Regions from separate parts of the Gossypium hirsutum genome. Here regions 1 and 2 are each linked to region 3. The links are chromatin contacts, called in public Hi-C maps. All regions are on one chromosome and are shown on one strand. Each heading gives the region's core, a stretch centred on a gene start, on an enhancer-like site or on the middle of the called end of the contact. The rest is flanking DNA. Distances are from core to core; before and after follow the strand shown. Region 1 holds the start of LOC107927733 (copper-transporting ATPase RAN1). Region 2 holds the start of LOC107927708 (urease accessory protein D). Region 3 holds the start of LOC107935860.

Region 1 (2,700 bases), core at 20-2,519, 370 kb before region 3:
CTGAACTATGAACAATAGAAAAGATAACCAGAGAACAAAATAGGGTCTACTTCTTTTGTTGATAAGACTAATAATCTTATAATGATGAGACTGATTTTGATACTTATACAAAAAGTTTAGGAGCTGCAAAGACTAGTCAATGCTAATAAAAATCCTACACTGACTTTCTCTACAGCTAACTAACAGAAACAAATAGAAAGACAACAACTTAGTAACTAACTACAAGAAATTGAAATACAATTTACCTAAGCTAATACAACACATGCTAATACGATTGAAAGATGTACGAAGATGTAGCTTAAATTTCAAACCAAACCTAGTTTGTTTAGTACGAAGTATGAAGTACAAACCAATACATACAACATATAACTTGATTGATGCCAGATTATTTCCTTCTTCCCCACAATCAACTATAATTTGCTTTATGGCAAGAACAGGTATTTATTAGTTTCATCTCTTAAATCTATTGATAGATTAAGTTAAATCTTATTTAAAATATTTTAAATTAAATCTGATTCAATTTAATAAATAAGAATATTACAAATTGAAATAACATTTAAAAGTTGATATAATCATAATTTTAGTCCTCAATTTTTACATTTTTAAACAAAAATTTCACTCTTATTATTATTTTAAATTAAATTTGACCATTCTTCTTCTTTTGAAAGTCAATTTTTTTAAAAATATAAATGTTGATACATGAATCACATATGAATTACCATACAAATTAACATATTTAAAAAAATTAACATTTTAGTCTACATTTTCATCAAAAAGAAGTAAATAAATTATTTTTTGAAAAAATAATGGTTAAGGTTGACTCCTATTTAAAGGGTTGAAGTTGAAATTTAACTAAAAAAGAAAAAAGGACCAAATTGATAAAAATATAAATAATAAGTGAAAATTCATAAATCCTGTGTAAGCAAAGCTGAAACTATATATGGATAATGGATAAATGTGTGTAGAAAATTGTTGTAAGAAACGGAAAACGAAGAAAAAGGGGGAAATTTGTTGATGTTATAACCAAAACGGATGGGAGCATGAAGGTTGGTTTTGTAATTAAAATAGTAGGATCAAGTTAGGGAGTTAATTTGATCGGTGAAAACTGAAATAGAAATAGATTAGGTGAAGCAGCCTTGACTTGCCCTGGCAATGACAGGGCCCCACAACCTGTTGTGTAGTGCAACTCTAACACTGTTCGCAAGTACAAAGCGGTCTAACGGTAATTCCATATATATTGCAAGGGCAATTTGGTAGTTTGGTGGAGCCAGGCAAGCCAACCCAAAGTTTCTAGTTGAAAAATTGCTGTCTCCACCATCTCCCTCGGAAATCTCTCCCAACACATTTTCTCTCCAATATATCTTTTTTTCTTTCTTTCTTTCTATATATACATAAACAAATCTCCTCTCCTTTCCCTCTGATTTGTTCTCTGCGTCTCTGCCTTTTCCTCTTTCCTCAAATTTTCACCTCTTTTCATTTCCTTTCTTTCTGTACCCTAATGTCGCCGGGCTCGAGGGACCTGCAACTCACGTCGCAGGCGGCCGGCGTCTGGAGATCCACGTATCCCTCGTCGGTACGCGCTGATGATCCCGACGACATGGAAGAAGGTACTCGACTCTTAGATTCATACGAAACAGGAGATTATAAGTTGGAAAGTATTGAAGAAGGTAGTATGCGGAGAATTCAGGTCACTGTAACGGGGATGACGTGTGCCGCCTGCTCCAATTCCGTCGAGGCTGCTTTGAAGAGCATCAATGGGGTTTTAAGAGCATCCGTGGCTTTGTTGCAGAACCGTGCTGATGTTGTTTTTGATCCTAATTTGGTTAAGGTTACTGCTCTTTCTTCCTTGATCATTATTTTCAAACAGAATTACGCTTGTCGGGTTTGCTTCATTAGATAATTTTAGCTTCGTTTCTTTTATTCCGTGTTTGACTTTGTGATTATGGTATTGGATTTGTTTAATTACAGAAGATTGGCTTAATTAATGTTGGTTGAGGTCGACAAGCTACTCTCTTCATTTATTTGCCTAAGTTGATTTTAATGCGTGATTTTTTTCCCACACTTTTGCTAAAGTATAGTACTGTTTGCTATTTGTCTTGGAGCTTTTCCGCATTTTAATTTTCATAAGCTATATTGACTATTATGCCTCTAAATATTGCATTTGAAATCTGATTTTTCACGGTGTCTTATCTGTAAATGTGGCTAGTTCTGTATAAGAATGATCATGAATATGACTTTTAGTCAATGTTTCGTCATGGTTTCTACCATTTGCATTGTGTAAATTATTAGTTTCTCAAGTTTACAGGATCCAAAAACATCTTTTTGATGATTGCTGATGTTTAATCCCTCTCACTCTAAACAAACACACAAGGCATCACATGTTTTGCTGCATCTATGGTATTTGCTCTTCTTCCGGTGTTGTAATCATGGAGAAAATGTTTTGCGTCAGTCTATGGGTATTTTATTTTTAAATACATGGAGGAGGAGATTTGTTCTATTGCTTCACCGATTCTCTGTCATGAGGTACATATTTGGCTGAAATGCAACATTTCAATAGCTGCTGTTCCCCCCCCCCCCTCTTTTTTTTATCTATACGACACAGATTAAGTGTTCTTTTTCTCCTTGGGTGTGATGTCTGGTGTTCTACCACAGTCCTTATTCCTGGTACTTGAAACTCATCGTCTTGGGTTCAGTTCATGT
Region 2 (2,700 bases), core at 161-2,660, 420 kb before region 3:
TTGCTAAGGAAATCCGAGAGTTCAGAAGCCCAACGGATGGTGAAACTCGAATGTTTTATGAGATTGTGGTGGCTCCCAAGTATACAGAGAAGGGACTTGAGATCCTCCGTGGAAAATCAAAAACATTGAGGATCCTTGAAGCAAAGAAGAATGAGAAAGGGAAGCTCTCCTTACGACAGGTTGGTGGTGGGTGGTTAGCCCAGGATTCAGATGACTTGACCCCCCAAGATATCCAGTTCAATGTGGTATCTGAGAAGAAGCCACAAGATAATGAGCTTCGTGATGCAGAATTTGCATGGCTGTGTGTCAAGCATGTCAAAAGCAATGCTATTGTAATAGCAAAGGTTTGAACTTTCATTTTGTTAGGAAATTCAGTACTGATTAAAATGGTGCTTAGTAATCTTGTTGGCCTGGAGATCCTTATGATAAATATGTACCCTTCCTCTTCCAAAAAAAATGTTTGGATAAAACAGCCATGAAAAGAAAAGCTTAGTATGATGAGATTTGATGACCCTTTGACATTCGCTCATCAGGACAACCGTATGTTGGGTATGGGAAGTGGGCAGCCAAACCGTCTGGAGAGCTTGAGAATAGCTTTGAGGAAAGCAGGAGATGAGGTCAAGGGAGCTGCTTTGGCTAGTGATGCATTCTTTCCATTTGGTAATTACTACCTTGAAAAGTTTTGTGCTCCTTATTGTTTTTAAGATCCAATTTCATAGGCACACAGACATGCAAATAAATACTGAAAACGTCTCAAGTAATGGACCTGTATGCAGGCATTCAATCTAGTAATGATTCTTTTGTTTATATGACCTGTTACCTAACAAAGATGTGTTTTTCTATTAATAGCTTGGAAAGATGCAGTGGAAGAAGCTTGTGAAAGTGGTATTGGAGTGATTGCAGAGCCTGGTGGGAGCATTAGAGATGGGGATGCTGTGGACTGTTGTAACAAGTATGGAGTTTCATTGCTTTTCACAAAAGTGAGACACTTTAGGCATTGATGCAATTTCATTTTTGCCTTCATGGGTTCAACTTGTGCTCTAAGGGGAAGAGTAGTTGCGGGAGGATGCAAGCGAATGCTGCCGCAATGTCGTGCAATTTGTATGGCTGTAATCTTCACAAATAAGAAACGTTTGTGTTTGTATTTAAATTTTAGACGATGAACCCTGCATTTTTGCAGTGCATATTTTTTGCTCTTCTGAGCTTGCCAAAATAATAGAAATAAGAGATCTTAATATAGATTGTCCTCAATGGATCACTGGCATAAGAAAAAACCAACACGGCCAACTGCATATTCTTGGTCCTGCATCCGTTCATCAAATCAAATGATTCTTTCAGTCGAAGAGAAATCACTATAGGTTTACTTTAATTCAGTTTTCCACAACACAATTTCCAAATTGAACTAGCACCCACTTCTCAAGAGTGATAAAATTAGTCAAAACCATCTGCAGATGAATACCTCAAGTAGACGTAAATCTAAAGCAAGGATCTTTTGTACCGAGCACTTGACAGAGCTTTTTTGAGTTTGGGCTTTTAACTTTAAAACCCTCCATAGAACTTGGGTTAGAGTGTTCCACACAAAGCAGCCTGCCCTCTAACAAAGCCCAATGAGTATTTGTAATAGAGTGTTCCTTTGTTATGGGGTTGGGAAATATGGAAGTAGAAAATGGAAATGGAGAAGGGAAAGGTTGTAGTGGAGAAGGTGAGAGGAAAGTCAACAGTGATAAGAAGCTTCTCAAAGTATCCACTTAAATTCATTATCCCAAGAAAGGTTTTCTCTCTTCTTATATTACAACAGATAACTAACAAGTCTTTTTGTTTATTCTCTTCAACTGAAGCTGATGATTGGTTGATTCCTCAGGTTGGTTCTTCCATTACCGATGCTGTCTGGATTTACAGCCTCACCTATGGCGGTGGCATTGTCTCCGTATTCTCTCGTAACTCAGACATCAATCTTTCTATCATTTCTTTGTGTTTTCGGGGGGTTGTGAATTTGTGTATCGTTGTCTTTGTCAGGGGGATTCTATTTCAGTTGAATTTACAATTGGAGATGGCTGCACTGCTGTTCTTACTACCCAATCCTCTACAAAGGTCTGATCTTTATCTGATGAGATCACATATTGGTGCACTACAAATTGGGTTTTTACCGCATTGGTTTCTTAACATGGTTCCACCTGTGTTGTGGTATTAGGTCTACAAATCTTTGGGATCCAAGTGTTCTGAACAAGTCTTGGAGGTAACTATCCTTCCTTAGTTATGACCCACATGCTAATGCAGACTGATGCATAACCACTAATTTACGCTAACATCTTATCTTGGGTGAGACCTTTTATAAAAAAAGGTTCTACATTTTGACTGTGTTTAGATAAATGGTTGCGGTGGAAATGGCTAAGTTTTGCTTTGCTATGCAGTAGGCAAGAATTGGTAGTGGTGCTCTATTTGTAGTCATTCCGGATCCAGTAACATGTTTTTCCACAGCAAGATATTCTCAGAAACAGGTCTTCAGAGTGGTGTCCGACTCAAGTTTGATCATTGTAGATTGGTTTACAAGCGGCCATCATGAGAGTGGGGAGAAATGGGATTTTGAACTTTATCGGAGCAGCAACTGCATATTTGCCGAAGGCAATCAACCTGTCTTTCTTGACACCGTAATATTCTCATTATCACCTCTAGTTGTAATGCTAATCTGTTTATGATCAT
Region 3 (2,700 bases), core at 179-2,678:
TAGTTTAGTTAAAAAATTATGAAAATTACTAATAAAACTACAAATTTAATATGAAATTCTAGCACGTGGGATTGCAAACCTCAAGTTTGTCTATGAAGAGCAGATCTAATTGCGTTAGTGTGTATAATTGATTTCTTCTATTTAATACTAATTGATAGGGCCTAATTGGTAAATATTACAAGATCTTGTGCATTGGAATCCACGGTTATGGACCCATATCCATTAGTACGAAACATTTTCTTTTCCAAGTGAAATCCCCTAATATATGAAAGAGTGAAAAAAGTGATATTCGTTGTTGTGGAATAGGAAGTCTTCGTATATTAATACATGTATTTAATTTATTTGGGACCATTAGAGTGGGATCCACTTTTTGGGGAATATAAGTCGTAGCAATAACAAGAATATTTCTAGTAGAACATCTTTCACAGTCTTTGAAGAGATAGTTCACTAATAGACCGATGGATAAGTAATTTGCCTCTTTCACATCTAGATTATGAATGTTTAGAATCCATATTATGTAAGGAGACATTGCTTTTGGTAGTTCGAATTGGAAAGTAATATAAAATTGGTCTATTTTCGATATCATATCCATAATTAATACATTCATCATAGTTAGAAGTTTTAGACACATTCTGTAATGTCTTTCACTCTGAAATCATTTTTCTATCAAATTATACATTTATTTTGACAAGAAAAAAAATTGAATAAATATACTAGACATGAAAACAGAAAAGGAAAATTATGAGATGTGATGGTTGCTCACTTTATTCATTAACTATGATATTAGGAGTTCAATTTTTACCTAAGAAAATGAAACACGTTTCATGACTTTTATCTTTTTAAAAAATACTCGCAGCTAGAGGATTAGTTACCATGAACACCTTAGTTTCAACATAAAATAAAGAAAAGAATACCAACCATGAGTGAGTCGTCAGCAAAGCTTGTGTAATCTGGAACATTTGCCGGACTTGGCGATCGATAAATCTTAGCCCACAGGATTTGGCCAGGGGTAAATGAGCCCATAAAGCAAAGCTTGAAAAACACGGCCTACTTTACTCTCCATTTCAGTAACAGCCGTCGAAACTGTTTTTGGATAGTTTAGCACTATAATAAAACTGAAAATTAAAATATCAAAGAATTATTTTAAATGATTAAATATTTTTTAAAACATCAAAATTTAATTTAAGAAAAATATAAAATTAAGATAATCGAAATCATAAATTGTTCGCACAGCACTGACCAATTTCAGTCTCACCAACCCATAACCGTCCGTCTCTCACCGCGGGACCCACACCACCTAGATGAACACGCACAAACAAGTGCTCCGTGCATTCTACGCGGTCACCCTGTGCGTCGAGGGCCAAATTGCCGACGTTTTCAAGCAAATTGTAAAATAAAAGGAAGTTAAAAGAAGGGAAAAGAAAAGATTAAAAAAATAATGATTGCCGTGTCGAAAAGGTCGTAAAGAGGCAAAATTTTATAGATCTAGAAAAATACAAAAGAAAAATAAATAGAAAATTTAATAATAGTAAGATCAAAACCAACATATAAGAAAAAAGAAAAAAAGAAAAAGAAAAAGGACATGATAGAGGGAGAAAGAGAGACGACTCTCTAATCACAATCTTCGACGGAGTAAATGAGCGAATTTTAGAGAGAGAAAGTTAATAATCTTCTCCTTTGCTGCTTAAAAGTTCACAGCTTTCCCTTCTTGAGGTAAACATACTCTTTTATTTATTTATTTTATGGATTAGTGTGAGATTTTAGTAAAGTTTATAGCCTTCAATCTGTTTATGGTTTTCAGTTCCGATTCGAATTTATATTTCGATTTGGTTATAGGCGTGGTGATGGTTCTATTTGTACAGAAGTATAGTTTTTTTTAGTGTCTGATCAGTGCTGGAGAGAATATTTAGAGTTCTTTTTTTTTTTTAAAGATTAGACTGCCGACTCTCACTGCATGTTATTATTACTACTTAATTTCGATGTTGTCATTTCAACCATATAAATTATTTGTTTTATCATGGATTTAAGTAAATCGGTATTCAAGTTGGATTTGCCTTGTATGGGATCACACTTTGTGGGATTGATTTAAGTAGTTTCGTGGAATGTTTGTTTGATCTGCACCATTTCCTTCGCATATTTTTCTTGGAATCCGCGTTATTTATAATTCATGTTTAGGGTTCTAGATTTGCTTCAGATGCATTATAACTACTGCTTTGTATCTTCGATTCTTTTGTTTAACTTTGCCCCCCCCCAAAAAAAAAAAGTCTCAGATGTATGATTCAGTTGAAATGTTTTTTACAGCTTCAATTCTGTTCTCTGTTGCGTTAAAAGTTTTATTGAAAGTTGTTAGAAGGTGAGAATCCTAACAGAAAATTAACTTCAAAAATTCTATTATGAGGTTCTCAATTAAATTTAGGGTATTTGTGCTAAATATATGGTATGATCCAAGTGCAAGAATTACTTCTCCCGAAAAATTAGACTGGGTTCATTTATCTTGAAAAATATTGTGCTCTTTATAAGTTGTGGTTTGTATTTAATTCCATTTATGTGCATCAATATAATAATGCAATGCTTGATTGACCTTGTTTGTGAGGTTATTGTCTTTTAAACAAATTGGTTATTTATTAGTGTGGACGGTGTTGTTTCTTAAAATAGTTTATTGTAGTGGAATGGCAGTGCTAGTTTTTTCATTATAAAACT

Evidence for each region. A called contact is a pair of places that touch in the nucleus more often than the background predicts.
Region 1: a contact with region 3 is called in a Hi-C map of hypocotyl, with 4 times the contacts expected there. The contact joins the promoter of LOC107927733 here to the promoter of LOC107935860 in region 3. A contact is called at or near these places in 4 of 34 Hi-C or Micro-C datasets (hypocotyl, leaf and petal).
Region 2: a contact with region 3 is called in a Hi-C map of leaf, with 2.0 times the contacts expected there. The contact joins the promoter of LOC107927708 here to the promoter of LOC107935860 in region 3. A contact is called at or near these places in 3 of 34 Hi-C or Micro-C datasets (all in leaf).

The regions. Positions count from the first base shown.
Region 1 is chrA12:9,726,217-9,728,916 of Gossypium_hirsutum_v2.1, reverse strand. It overlaps LOC107927733 (copper-transporting ATPase RAN1), which reads left to right and starts at 1,269. Exons shown (of 9, transcript XM_016858837.2): 1 at 1,269-1,828. The coding sequence starts at 1,499.
Region 2 is chrA12:9,779,833-9,782,532 of Gossypium_hirsutum_v2.1, reverse strand. LOC107927708 (urease accessory protein D) reads left to right here and starts at 1,410. Exons shown (of 8, transcript XM_016858823.2): 1 at 1,410-1,771; 2 at 1,862-1,927; 3 at 2,017-2,091; 4 at 2,192-2,236; 5 at 2,493-2,648. The coding sequence starts at 1,667. LOC107927686 (bifunctional purine biosynthesis protein PurH-like) reads left to right here. Exons shown (of 12, transcript XM_016858798.2): 10 at 1-344; 11 at 534-660; 12 at 850-1,239. The coding sequence ends at 1,001.
Region 3 is chrA12:9,357,008-9,359,707 of Gossypium_hirsutum_v2.1, reverse strand. LOC107935860 reads left to right here and starts at 1,428. Exons shown (of 10, transcript XM_041082651.1): 1 at 1,428-1,713; 2 at 2,302-2,353. It also overlaps the pseudogene LOC107922147.